4 separate regions of the Mus musculus genome follow, and all the other regions are linked to region 3. A link is a contact called in public Hi-C and promoter capture Hi-C data. All regions are on one chromosome and are shown on one strand. The core of a region is the stretch at or near the end of the contact, and the rest is flanking DNA. Distances in the headings are between cores, read along the strand shown. Region 1 holds the start of Stx18 (syntaxin 18). Region 2 holds the start of Wdr1 (WD repeat domain 1). Region 3 holds the start of Wfs1 (wolframin ER transmembrane glycoprotein). Region 4 holds the start of Lrpap1 (low density lipoprotein receptor-related protein associated protein 1).

What was found. Promoter capture Hi-C pulls out the DNA fragments that hold promoters and counts their contacts. A called contact is a pair of places that touch in the nucleus more often than the background predicts.
Region 1: a contact with region 3 is called in a promoter capture Hi-C map of liver, with 2.4 times the contacts expected there. The contact joins the promoter of Stx18 here to the promoter of Wfs1 in region 3. A contact is called at or near these places in 3 of 39 promoter capture datasets (the 3T3-L1 cell line and liver) and 1 of 115 datasets of contacts at active chromatin or transcription factors (astrocytes).
Region 2: a contact with region 3 is called in a promoter capture Hi-C map of liver, with 3 times the contacts expected there. The contact joins the promoter of Wdr1 here to the promoter of Wfs1 in region 3. A contact is called at or near these places in 1 of 39 promoter capture datasets (liver) and 1 of 115 datasets of contacts at active chromatin or transcription factors (bone marrow-derived dendritic cells).
Region 4: a contact with region 3 is called in a Hi-C map of uterus, with 6 times the contacts expected there. The contact joins the promoter of Lrpap1 here to the promoter of Wfs1 in region 3. A contact is called at or near these places in 1 of 484 Hi-C or Micro-C datasets (uterus) and 1 of 9 other capture datasets (adipose tissue).

What each region holds. Positions count from the first base shown.
Region 1 is chr5:38,037,404-38,040,896 of GRCm38.p6, forward strand. Stx18 (syntaxin 18) reads left to right here and starts at 1,827. Exons shown (of 11, transcript NM_026959.3): 1 at 1,827-2,096. The coding sequence starts at 1,929.
Region 2 is chr5:38,559,473-38,563,061 of GRCm38.p6, forward strand. It overlaps Wdr1 (WD repeat domain 1), which reads right to left and starts at 2,227. Exons shown (of 15, transcript NM_011715.3): 1 at 2,044-2,227; 2 at 1,608-1,729. The coding sequence starts at 2,059.
Region 3 is chr5:36,986,997-36,990,435 of GRCm38.p6, forward strand. It overlaps Wfs1 (wolframin ER transmembrane glycoprotein), which reads right to left and starts at 1,986. Exons shown (of 8, transcript NM_011716.2): 1 at 1,870-1,986.
Region 4 is chr5:35,103,967-35,107,256 of GRCm38.p6, forward strand. Lrpap1 (low density lipoprotein receptor-related protein associated protein 1) reads right to left here and starts at 1,733. Exons shown (of 8, transcript NM_013587.3): 1 at 1,513-1,733. The coding sequence starts at 1,725.

The DNA of each region.
Region 1 (3,493 bases), core at 577-3,076, 1.1 Mb after region 3:
AGGTCCTTAAACAATTGTTGCTTGCTTGGATTTTATCTATTGATAGTTACTATATTAGAAATAAAATGAGAAGCTTAGAAATATTTATCTGCCTAAAGTAATCAGAGTACATCTATTAAATATTAACATAAACATCTTCATAGGGAAAATAGTTTTCAAAACAATAAAAGACTCGGTAAGAAGAACTGGCACTTGCATCTTTGCAATTCTCTTTTAAGTCTGGCTTAATGGAAGACAGCTGCTCTGCAATTAGCTTATTGTAAGATCAGTGTCTCTTGGAAAACTCAACCATACAGCTGATTAGAACATGCAAGTGTAAAGGCAAATGTGATCCTAGGATTATTATGAAACTAGCTTTTCATCTTGATGACTGTTAAAAGCCTAATTTTAGCACACATCTTAGTGTGCTTCCTTTTATAAGGAAAACAAAACCCAGAGAAATTGATATTGAACTAAAACTAAACCATGGGGGTCACACTCCTGGACAAGAAACTACAGGCAACTATGGCTGCTGAGAGAGGGAAGTTAGCCTATCCCATGGAAGAACCCTCTAATTGGTTGTCCAATACAACGTGATTATCCCTGAAGCCATAGACACATACACAATAACAACAGTTTCAGCAGATTGTGCTGGCATATCCATGGATACTTACACATATATGCAACAATAATAATTAAAGAAGAAGAAGCTATCAACTTGAGATTGAGTTGGGAGACATGGAAGAAATTGGAGGGAGAGGACTTGAGGAGGCTGGAGGGAGAAAAGGGAAGGAGAGAAAGTGGCATAATTGTATTTTTAATGAAAGGTGCACACAAAAATAAAATGAACCATGAACCAAGTGCTCAGAAAAATTTTACTAGCTGACTTTAGTCAAATTACGTAACTCTGTTCTCCATTTCATTCTTTCTCTTTGATAACTATGATTCAAGAGAGCGCTTTTCAAAAGTGCTTATTGAGGAGGAACCTAACATGATATCATGAAGTTCAGAATGCTTCACTTTCGTCTGGCTCTGATAAGTTCCTGCTCTCCACATCCCCGCTCAGGGATCTCTGCTCTAAGCCTCTTCTACATTATAAGTAAGAAGACTGAGGGCATGGTGGCGCGTGCCTTTAATCCCAGCACTTGGGAGGCAGGGGAAGGCGGATTTCTGAGTTTGAGGCCAGCCTGGTATACTGAGTGAGCTCCAGGACAGTCAAGGCTACACAGAGAAACCCTGTCTCGAAAAACAAAACAAAACAAAACAAAACAAAACAAAACGACTGAGGACAACCATATTATCAACAACGGCAACATCTACTAGCTGTATACTAAGAGTTAAACAGCACGAGGACGTTTTATACACACATTCTGTTTAATTCTCTGTGCATTCCAAGAAAGGCGCTGGCTTCACTTTACCGAACTGGCTGAAGGTTGAAGAAAAAAGGTCTCTGGCCCCTACCTCTGTACACGTACCCTTTCCTAGCTCCTGCAACTCAGATGGTCATAGTTCATTGTTACTCAAGGCGATCCCTTGATGACAAAAGTCAAAAGTGTGATACTCCCCACCTGTCAACCAAACCGCCCGCCCGTCTCCTAAAGAATCATAAGGGGAGCGATCTTTCTAGCTTCCCGATGCTTTCGTTCCTGAAGTCCAGACTGGGAAATCTCCGAGCGTCTGATCCCGCTGAGTTTTGCAGAGAGGAGAAAGGGGTGCCGATGCACTGCGGGTAGCTGTCTGGAACGGAGAATTCCGGCTCTGGGTTAAAGCCGGAACCTTTCTCCACTCTCCGCGTTACACGGGCGGAGTGCGGAACCTTTCTTCTATGCTCACAGTTCCCAGGCGGAGGAGTGCGAAATCGGAACGTCCCTCAGCAACCGAGTTCTTGCCGGGGTCGCTAGCTGCTGACGTGTGCCTGGCCGGCTTCAGGCCCTGGGTTGCGGGTCGCTATGGCGGTGGACATCACACTGCTCTTCCGGGCTAGCGTCAAGACAGTGAAGACGCGGAATAAGGCTCTGGGAGTGGCCGTGGGTGGCGGGGCCGATGGCAGCCGGGACGAGCTGTTCCGCAGAAGCCCTCGGCCCAAGGGAGACTTCTCCAGCCGGGCCCGTGAAGTGGTAAGCTGGTTGCTATGGGAACGGCGGGCGGGAGCTAGGGGCGCATACGCTCCGCGGCCCCTGGACCCCAAACTGGGCCTATCTCTTTAGCTCTCGGTGAAGACAGGGAGTCTCTAGCAAGACAGAGAGTCTGTCTCACCGACCTAACAGCTGGCTCAGGGTGGCGACAGGTTTATTCTCACGAAGGGACGCATATCTGGGCACTGAAGGAAGTAAGTTAGAGGTGCTTGGATATCCTTGAAATCAGGTTATAACCTTCTGAGGCAGTGAGTTCGCCAAGAGTTCCCACAGTCTGACACTTCCTGTCGCAAAGCTCACCACTATCTCCCCTCGCCCTTCCACGAATCTGTTTGGACCTCCTCTTGCTCGTAGGGTTTAATAAAATCCACGCTCAGCTGAACGCTCCTTGATCCTTGCCTCCAGGCATAGGTAGGACTCAGTACCTCCTGAGATTGGTTTAGGACATCACCAGTGTAGGGTAAAAGCTTTTCCCTTCAGAGCGGCAACACTTAAGCAACACTAGTGTTGTAACTGTCCTCTAAACTGCTTCCTGTTCTCTGGACACAACCGGCTTCTGTGTCCCCAACATAGAAATCTTTTCCATAAGGGTAGGAACATGTTGACAGTATTTCTGTATGTGCTACTGACAATATTGCTTAGTAAGTATTCTTTGAATGAATGAATGGTTGAACGAATGAACAATTATTGATTCCACTAAACAGGAAAAAAAAAGATTGTTTGCATTATATCCCTTTGTGTCTATGACACTAGGGTAAATGTTATTTTTGGAGTACCAGGGGGTCATATACAGTCTGCCTGTCTTTTTAAAGACACACACACACACACACACACAATGGCCCAAAGCATTGAAAGGTACAAATCTGGGGGATCTAAACTTTAAGTTTCATTGGTTTTCCAGTAAACTCACCTCTGCTTGGCACATAATCCATTGCTTGATATTTCTCTTTTTGAGGCAGGGTCTTTCCATGTAGACAAGGCTGGCCTTGATCTTACAGAAAGGTGACTGCTTCTGTCTCCCAAGTGCTGAGATTGAAGGCATGGGCCCTCAGACTAGATAATACTCAAATATTACACACACACACACACACACATATATATATGCACAAGTCAATGAATGGCTGTTTACAGATAATGTTGAAGCACAGGAGGTTGTATGAACCAGATAAATGCCCCTCCCTCCAACAGTAAACATCTACCTAGTACTTACTTTCTGACCAGCACTGTTTTAGAGTAATAGGGTTCCACTGTTGAGTTATAGTTACAGTGGTGGAGGAGATGCAAATATAAACAAACGCCCTGCCGTGAGCCGTGCTGGTGTTCTGTAGGGCACAAGGGAAACAGTGGTTAATCCCACCTGGGAGAAAGGCTTCATGGGA
Region 2 (3,589 bases), core at 977-3,476, 1.6 Mb after region 3:
TTTCCTGGCGTACTAGGAACGTAACCGGGGTGGGATGAGAAGCGGCTGCACCTCCTCCAGGAGAGGACAGTGAAGCCTGGAAAGGACTGACTGGTGGACATGTCACTGGCGGCGAACCCACCCCCTCAGCCAACGGCTGCATTGCTCCTCTGATACTACCAAGCCAGCAAATTCGAGGGATAAGCTGGCCTAGCACCCGAGTGACCACTCCATGCAGTTCTCCCAACTGGAAGTGAAGAGCAACAAAGTGGCCTGAGGAAACTACGTGTAGGGGACAGAAACCAAATACCCTACAGCTAGGGGTGTATGAAGATGCTTCAGATACCTTTTGTCAATTCCACAGAGCTCCTGCGACCATCTCCATTTTTCCTTTACTTTCTCAAAATCTTATGACGTCAATATAGTGTTAAGCTTTTGAGAAGGCTTCCCCAGTTCTAAGAAGGCTGGGCCAGCTTTCTAGGAATCTGTGTAACTAGCAAGGCAGGCTCATACCCAAACTTCCACCTCACTTGAGGTGCCCAACAATCCTGTAGAGGTCAGAAGCCAGCACAGGACTGATGACTGGTCGGGTTTAACCAGACTTACAAAGACACAGCCAGCAGCCACCACAGTTCAAAACTGCAGCCTCTTTTTACAAAAAAACTGGGGTCTACCCTCAGCCAGCTGGGAGGCTCTTGGAGGATAGGGGTGTCATGAGCTACTTCACCTGACTAATGATGTTCCTGGCGTGCAGGAGCTGAAGGTGACAGCCTTGGTGGAAGAGTCAATCAAACCCTCCACCCCTCTAGCAGCCCTTTGCCAAGCATAGCCCTAAGTCCAGCCTTCAGCTTCTACCCTACACCATTCCTCAGGCCTGAGCACGGGAGAGACAAGATTTGAGCCACATCCTGGAAATGGAGAGGAGGCCCAGCAGACTGACTCATTTCAACAACCAGAGGAAAAAAACATGAATTTGCAAGGGCCTCCCAAAAAGCTGCTGCTCTGGGGACAGCAGGTCATTTTCAGAGAACCATCCAGAGGAATTCACTAGTTCCTGTTTCCTCTCAGAGACTCAAGTCTGTAACAGTTGGCATTCAGAGGACAGGGTGTGTAGGCCTGGGCTCTAGCATACCAGGAAGCCCAGGGTATTAGGATGATTAAGCACAAGGGCCATTTACCAAGTGCTCCATTTATGCCAGGTACAGACAGCATTAGGACAGCTGACCAGCTCATTCAGCCAGCCAAGGCAGCCAGGGGAAGTGGAGGATCATTTCCCTATCTCCATTTCCCCAATGCGGAAACTGGGCTCAGGAAGGGCCAATCAACAGCCACCCCATGATCAAGCAGCAGCAGACTCAAAGCCCTTGGCTCTAAGGACTGAAGAGACCCAAGTCTTAGTTTGCCAGTCTACGGGGCTGTGGGGGTAGAGGTGGATGACACCACCACCAGTCCAGTCCAGTCCACTGAGCCTCCAAGGTGTGGCTCCTGGGCAGAAGGGGCGTGGCTCCCCTCTCCCCAGGCCAACTGACTGGGAGGTGAGGGGGCGGAAGGGCAAGAATTTCCCGACTCTGAAGGTAGCTCGCAGGGTAGGGACGGAAGCAGGCCCCGCCGGGCACAAGAGTACTCACATCGATGTTTCTTAGGATGACGCACTTGCCATTGGTGTAGAGGAAATGATCGCCCTTGGGGTCTCCACCGAGGATCTTAGAGACGCCCCGCTCCACCTGGGGGAGGCTGGCGAACACCTTCTCTGGGGAGATACAAACCCGGCACGGTGCATGAGGGGCAATCCCGGCCTCGCGGGACCCAGGGAGTTGCAGTCAGTCAGCGCTGGGGGTCCCGAGCCGGTCACCTGTTGCCGCCTGCGGGCACGACCGGCGGACTTCCCGGGCGGCGGCGGTCAGGCCCCGGGGTCCCTCCCGCAGCTCGGCCGGCCCAGTCCACAACGCCCACTCCGGGGTCCCCGGCCCGCACCCCCGCGGCCGTGCAAGACCCCGGCCGCGCCCTCCCGCCTGCACCCGACCCCAGAAGCCGGCGGCCGCGCGCGGAGGCCCACGCACTCACTGATCTCGTACGGCATCCTCGCCCACTTGTTACGGCGCTGCGCTCGAGTGGAACCTCGCAGTGGCCGAGCCCAGGGACAGCGCGGAAGGCGGCGCCGGGCGTGCCGGGCGCGGAGGGGGCGGTCCGAGACCCGGCTCCGAGACCCGTACGCGCCTGCCCCGCGCGCTACCGCTGCGGACAACCCAACCCGGAAGCGCGGCCCCGGCGCGGCTCGCCCCCAGCTTTGACCATATATAGTCAAGCGCTCGGCTCGGAGGCTGCAGCCCCACGAGCCTGCGCGGACACCGCCCCGCCCCGCTTGCGGGCCCGCCCCGGAAGTGACGTGACGCGACCCGTGAAAAGGCGGCGCGGAGGGTTGTAGGTGCGGGGCGGGAGGGTTTTTTTTCTTGGGCTGTCTGCCTTTGCACCGGGAGCCTTCTTGTGGAGCAGATCTTTCTCGAGCTTTCCAACGCCAGCTTGGCGCCCCGGCTTGCAAAAGACTTGAAGCCACTGGGCGTATGGGGTTTTGTTTGTTTGCCTTTCACTGGGTATGTTTAGGAACTTCCCCGTCTCACTCCCTCTCCCTCCTGCATGAAACTTCCTAGTAGCAAAGAAGCCAAGAATAAAGAACTGTAATTCTTAAGGATGGCAGGGGTTGTTTCCTAACACGCTCTGGGGAGGGCGTGAGGGTGGAATTCTTTTCATGGAGAGGGAAAGAAAGCAAAACCTGGAATTTTCTGAGTCTCGCAGGTTTTGATTAGGGCAAGATGAAGTCCTCTGGTTACTTGATTGAAAAGTTCTGAAGCCCTAGTTGGAAACCCGGAAAGTGGGCTTTCAAAGGAGAGCTCTTAGGAATTTGCAGCAAATGAAAAAGTCCATTTCTGCTTTGGAGCCAGGTTTGTTAATTACCCTGCGGACCAGTCCCACCCCACTCTCCTGGTTCACCTGGACACCCACCTGATTCTCCTCTAGCTTATCTTAATCTTAACTGCCATCTAGTTAGCAGTTAAATGAATTTATAGCCTATAGGAGTGCCCAGGTTTCGTAGAGAAGAGTTTAAGTGTACTCGGTAGGTCCTGTGTGGGAACCTCAGTATTTTTTGAAAAGTCTGTTTTCCTTAGTACCTAGTCTCTTGTGCTGATAGACTAGTATTTTTAAGGTTCTATGAATGTTACCCCCTGCCCTCTGTGACCTTTTGTTTGCCAGGATTGCTTGTCTAGGGATCCCACCTGTTATGTTTTATATAAAAAAAGAAAAGAAAAGAAAAAGAAGCCAGGGATATGTTTGGTGGAGGTGCAGTATGTTGTGGGGGAAAGGGGTGCCTCTGAGGGCCCATCCTGAACTGAGGCATCCCCTCCCCCTGAGGTACCAGCCACAGAACAGTATAATATGGAAATAGCTTATTTAGGACATGGGGAGGAGAGTTGAGGGGATAGTAGAGACAGAAAGACAGAGTAGAGGCCAGCCATGAACATTTGGAGTTGGTTTGGGGGGGGGGGGCGGGGATCCGGAAGAAAAGGGACAGAAGAGGAAGGGAGCAAGAGAAGAGAATGAGGAAGGGGCAAGT
Region 3 (3,439 bases), core at 736-3,235:
TGGGAATGGACTGGGCAGAGGCATGCTTCTCATTTAATGGTTTTCCCAGGTTATGGACTTTGCAGAGGTCTGGCCGAGCCTTCAGGACAATCAGAAGAGGAAGGAAGATTTTTTTTTTTCAACATTAGATGCGCCCATACCCTGGAGGAAGGGGTAGATAGTTAGGCAGACATCAGTCCCCTGTAGCCAGAAGAAATACCAGGCTAGGAGATGAGTCTGACCCATAGGTCAGAGGAATGTAAGAACCGTTGAGGGTGGCTGGAGCTACAGAAGACCAGAGAGGAGCATGGGAGCCATCCAGGCAGAATGAGAGGCCTACAACAGGGCAAGCGCTGGGGCAGACAGGACGCCAGAAAGATTGGAACTGGACTCAGTAAGAACTAAGAAGTGGGGACTCAGAAGTGGCTTGGCATGTGGCTGGGGGCTTTAACCTCCTTTCTAACGTAAGAAAGGTGGGAGAAAGGGTACCTTGGAGAGAACAGCGCTCCTATCCATTGCCACTGCATCACCACCAGGGACAAGGACACGTCTGGCATCTGTGTAGTGTTTCGGGGCCAAGATTGAACTAGGTCTCCTATGCGACCAACCCCAAACCTTCTGAAGGCATAAGGGAGGCTGGCACTGGGGTGTTCTACACGCTTGTACCTGGGAAAGAAGGCGAGGGGCATCTCTACCCAATCCTGCCTGTATCTGAGGAGGTCCAAGGAACATTCAGGAAGAAATTGGAACATAAACTCTCTCTAGATTCCTAGTTAGATGAAAAAGTACCTGCGAATGGCATCAGCACCAGAGAGACATAGGTCAACAGGTGAGGGAACTGGGGAGGTAGCCCCTGTGATCGCCATGGCCTTCAAGAGCCTAGGACATGGGTCCGAGTGAGGGTTGGATTCTAGAGAGGAAAGTCCCAGCCAACCACCTGGGGTCTTTGTCCAAGGTGACAGAGGAAGGGCTGCACCTGCTTGCCTGGGGGAGGGGGAGGGAATTGGAGGTGGGAGGAGGGGGTAGAGGTTCATTAGCTCTGTCCATTAGGTGTGTGGTCCTGTCCAGGCCCCAAATCTACTGAGCCTCTGTGTCCAATGGAAACTGTAAGTCCTACCCCTAGGACTAGGGGCCCGAGTACACGGTGGAGGGTGACAGTGTCAGGGAGATAGTTCCAAGAAACTAAAACGCTGTTTTATTGGACTCTCATATAAAGATAACTAACAAAATACGTTGAAAGGACGCAGCTCCATCACACCCAAAAGTGCAGGATCAGATTTTCCAGAAGGCTTCCAGTTCATCTGACCAGAACCTAAGTTCCTCTAGGTGCGGTGCATACCAGAGCTGGGGTCACACAATGGCCAGCAGGTACCTAATAGGGTGGGTAACTATGGGCGGGTCCCAAGGGTTCCTACCTCCTTTTCTGAGGACCAGGAAAGAGAAAGAAACAGACACACGGCTCCTGGGTGGGCTGAGCCCCCACGCGCCCCAGGAATCAGGTCCTTCATGGTCCTGGGTAGGGAGTCCAGGGATGTAGGTCTTGATGGGGCAGCTCTGGAGCGTGGGCAGCCTCTCCGACACGCTGTCCCCATCCGCAGCGCGGTCATGCAGGGAGATTTGCGGGAGTGCCGGGACTCCAGGGCTGAGTGAGAGGCGCACGGCTTGGGCACAACTGGCCCAGTTGGGGCAGTAGACGCCTCGGGCTCCGTGGAGCAGCGAGAGTCCTGGCCTCCAACTTCTAGCAACTTGGAGTGGACTTGGGGCTCTGCCACCCATCAGGGGAAACTGAGGCCGGGAGAGCAGCGCCACCCAGCGCTCCGAAACCCTCCCTGACACTGCGCGCCCAACGCCAAGGCCAAGGCCATGGCACAACGACCCTGAAGAACTTACCGGCCGCAGTGCTGGGCCTCCCAGCCCGCCGCGAAGTTGCTCCGAAACCGCGGAGATTGCAGCGGCCAGCTGAGCAGGCGGAGCGCGCGGCCCTACATTCAGCGCGGCCCCGGGAAAGGGGGCGGGGCCTGGGCGGGGCCTCTGCCACCCTCCATTCCTGCTGCGACCCAGGGAGACTCGGCTCGTTAAGTCGCCGGCAAGCCTGCCAATCACTATGTGCTGTCGCGAATCACGGAGCGCCTCGCCTTGCAGCGACTTGCTCTCTTGGGTCGCCAGGAGGACAGATGGCGGCGAGAGGGCGGGTCTGGCCGGCCCACAGCTTAAGTTTCCGAGTGGACTCGGCCCCGGCCCTGCCCCCTCGCCGCCCCGCCTCCAGGACATCTCTTTCCTGACCCAAGCTTGTAAGCCTGCTGCTTAACAGGTGGTTGGACCCAGGAACAAGTCTCGCGCCACCTTTGGCCCGCCTCTGCATCGTGAGGCCCCATCTTCAGACTTCAGACCGGCTATTACAATACTGACTAAGGTCGCGCACTTCGTGCCAGGCGCCCTAATTCCGACGCATTGAGATACACAGAGGACTCCCCAGTGTAGCAGCGAGTACAAAAAGTGTGTGTGCACGTGCTACCAAGTACTGCCTTAAATGATCAAAACCCAAACCCAAAAGCAGTTCAGCACTCTTTAAAGATTAGCCAGACGATAATGCCAGGCTCAGGCAGTTGGAAGCCCCTCCCCCCTCCTTTTTTTTTTTTTTTTTTTTTTTTTTTTTCCTCAGGAGTGTCTGAGAGGTGTGGTTTGGAGATCAAAACTACAGTCTTGTTTCCGTGCTCCTTCCTTTCCTGAACCGCACATCTCACTGCACCTGCCCCGGTGATCTGCACCAACAGGTCAGGCTGACAGAGACAGCATCACCATCTTATCAGGAGGAGGTTGCTCACTGAACCACTACAACCAAATACTTTGATTCTGCACCTGCTCAGGGTCTAATCTCAAGTACCCCAGCTAGGCTCACAGAGGAAGGAAGCTTATCCCAGCAGAGTGACTCTGTCCTGCCTCCATCTGGGGCCCTTTCAGAAGCAGAGATTTTCAGGTTCACCCCCTAAGTGTGGGGTGGCTGTTTCGGGGCGAGGTGGGGCAAGTTCAAGAAGCAGGAGCACCAGATGGCAGTGGCTTTTTCAGAACTATAGCCTTGCCTTACCAAAACAAGTTGCTAGAGCTGCTGGAGGGGTTACATTAAAAAAAAAAAAAAAAAAACTTCTCCCAATATGGAAAAGGAAACGTGGCCTCTGCCATAGCAATTCACATTTCCATGGTAACTAATTGTCTTAATGCATTTTCTGTTGCTATGACAGAATATCTGGGACTAGGTAATTTGCAAAGGAAAGAAGTTTATTTGGTTCATTGTTCTGGGGGGTGGGAGAAGCCAGGACCAGGCAGCACATGGCAAGGGCCTTGTCCTGCATCAACGTGTGCAGGAAAACAGAGAGAAAGGTGGGTGGCACCAGAAGAGTAGAAAACATAAGGCGCCACTCTTTGTAACTAATTAGATGACAGTAATTAATGCACCCCTCCA
Region 4 (3,290 bases), core at 483-2,982, 1.9 Mb before region 3:
GCAAATCCCCTGCAGAACTTTAGGGCTGGAGGGCTGGAATGACGTGCAGCCCAAGGCTTAGACAGGATGACGAGAGCAGCCGTCCGCACAGTGACATCAGACTGTGGACAACCAGCAGAAATATAATCTGATGCTGCCACTGATCAGTGGCCATGGTGGAGGTCCAGGAGACCACCAAGGCACAGAGTGAGGATGAAAGTCACCTGGATGTGCATGTGGAGGACTGGGGGCCACCTTCTGAGTGAAAGAGACCCCAGGATCTACGGACAGCAGACCACATTTCCCCAACAGTCTTCGACGGTACCTGCTAATGTCTTCGTGGCCCCATCCTCATCTTACTGGGTAATCCCAGGTGAAGCACACTCATCCCGTGGGCACACCCCTGGAGATGGCGGTCAGGGACAGCCAGCCTTTTACCCTAGATGGTTCCCACTGCTCCCATGCTCTTCACACAGCCACTCCCAGCTCTGCTCCCGGACCCTTCCCCCAGAAAGCTGAACTGCTTTTCCAGGCCACAGGGCTGTCCTAAACCTTTGCAGGCTGGACACTTGTCCCCCTCTTGCAGCAGTCTCTCAAAGACACTGGCTGGCCACTAAGCTGTCTGTGAGGCACCACTCCCCTTCCCCAGAAGCCAACCTCCCAACTACCTCTCCATCCAAAGTCTCCAGGGCCAAAGTTCTACACGGTTTTATTTTAAAAAATCACTTAGTTTGCAAATTATTTACTCTCCCCTCAAACTCAGGAATGTTTAAGCTGGAGGGCTAAAGGGCAACCCTCTGCAAGCTCTAGAGGAAGATAGTGTGGCTCTGAAAGAATACTTAAACAAAAGCCCAAGTCCTAGCCTAGGACTGTAATCTGGGAGGGGACCCAAGTTCCAGGCCAGCCCTCAGGCTCTGGATATCTCCATTTCAAAAGGAAGAGAGATTAGCATAGCTACTAAATCTAACTTCAGCATTCCCCAGACAGGGTGTAGTGTTTACCTATACTAAGGAATTCCAATCCCCTAAGGAACTGCTTTACCCAAATTAACCAGCTCCATTAGCAACTGGGGCTTCTGCAATCTCCATACAGTCTTATCTCAGGGCACCGTTTTTTTTTTTCTTTCATTGGAGTAAATACAGATAAAGAAAAGACTTCCAAGTCTGGCCCCATGTAGAAAGTGCCCCCCCTCCCCTCTACCTCCATCTGAATTGGCTCTTTGGAAAATTAGCTTTTTGGGCAGAGGTGTCCACAGCTAGGAAGGGTGGGTGTCACTCATTCTTTAGGGTCCCTAATTGCACTAAAGGCAACCACAGGCCCTTGACACCAGCACCAAGTTCCTTTAGGGCCTATGGGTCTCTTATTACAAGTGAGGTCAAGATGGCCCACCTGACATTTAAAGGGGGGCTGTACAAAGGGTAGGCCGTTCCCCGTCCCAGAGGTTATGTTGGCCTCTCAATCAGGGCCCTGCTCTCCTTCGCTCACACGCAGCACCTCGCCCCCATCCCCGCGCGTCTCCCTGGCCCCGCTCACCCGCTTGGCCTTCTCCCATAGCTGGTTCAGCTTCTCCATGCGGAACTCCTCCCCGGACTCGCGCTTGGCGGCCATCTCCGGCTCGTTCTTCTCTCGCGAGTACTTGCCGCCATGGCCTGCTATGGGCTGGGGCACAAGCATCAGCGGCAGCAACAACAGCACTAGCAGTTGGAGCCGGGGCAGCGTAGAGACCCTCTCTCTTCGAGGCGCCATCTTCCTCTGAAGCGCTAGCAGACTGACAGGACTGGGTCTTGTAGGACCGCCCATCTGTAGCCCCGCCCATCAACCGGTCTCCGCGAGGCCCCGCCTCCCTTCTCAATCCGATCCCGCCCACCCCAGGCCCCGCCCATATGACTGCCCACTTTTCGGTCTCTGGCTCCGCCCTGCCCAACACCAGCAAAGAGCAATTATCCCAAGGTATTTTCACGCTGGGGCTGCAAAATTCAGAGCTCACTAGCGGGGCTGTAAGGAGAAGCAGCTGGGAAAGCGCACTTATGCACCGCCCCACTCCTCGTAATCACACAAGAAGTGCGGCGGAAGATGATTTTGCCATTAAACCCGGGAGCAGCTATCTCAGCTCCGTCTTTGGGACACATCCCAGACACTTCCCCTCCGGGGTTTCTGTTTGGAAGGCTTTGTGCACTTGCCTAGTCTCTGCACCTGCAGCCCTGGAGAAAATCCAATGGACATAGTGAGGCCCAGCAAGCCTGTTGGGGACATGGCCTGGCCTGGTGACAACCTGGTGCTCGAGGAACCCAGGAGTCTGGTACAGGCACCAGCAGTTTGGGCCCAGGAGGGACAGGCAGAAGAGTCGTCTGGTAAGGATGACCAGTGTCTTAGTCAGGGTTTCTATTCCTGCACAAACATCATGATCAAGAAGCAAGTTAGGGAGGAAAGGGTTTATTCGGCTTACACTTCCATGCTGCTGTTCATCACCAAGGAAGTCAGGACTGGAACTCAAGCAGGTCAGGAAGCAGGAGCCGAGCAGAGGCCATGGAGGGATGTTCCTTACTGGCTTGCTTCCCCTGGCTTGCTCAGCCTGCTCTCTTATAGAACCAAGACTGCCAGCCCAGAGATGGTACCAATCACAAGGGGACCTCCCCACTTGATCACTAATTGAGAAAATGCCTTACAGTTGGATCTTGTGGAGGCATTTCCCCAACTGAAGCTCCTTTCTCTGTGATAACTCCAGCTGTGTCAAGTTGACACAAAACTAACCAGTACAACCAGAAAGGGTCTCCAATAGGGAGATACATGGAGGACAAGGGTAGGGGATATTTGGGGGGAGTGGTGCTTTTTTCTTTTTTTAATAGTTTTAAGCTGTATTTTGTGTTTCCACAAAAAGGGTTCAGTATATCTGGAACCCTGGTGGTTTGCAGACGTTAGCACCTGTTTTCTGAGATCTATTTTTGGTTTGGTTTGGTTAGCTCTGGTTATCCTGGCATTCACTATATAGACCAAACTAGCCTCAAACTCAGAGATTTGTATGCCTCTGCCTCCCAGATACTGGGATTAAAGGTGTGCACCACTTTGCCCGGCCTAAAATGTCTCCTTTTCAGATAGGAGAGAGGGTTTTGTTTTTGTTTGGGGGTTTTTGTTGTTATTTTGGCTTTGTCTGGTTGTTTAGATCAAACAGGATCTTACTCAGTAGCTCTGGAACTCAACTATGTAGATCAGGCTCACCTTGAACTCTCAAAGAGATCTATCTACCTGATGCTATCTTCCAATTGTCTGAGATCTTTTTTGTTGTTGTTGTTTGTTTTTGTTGTTGTTGTTTT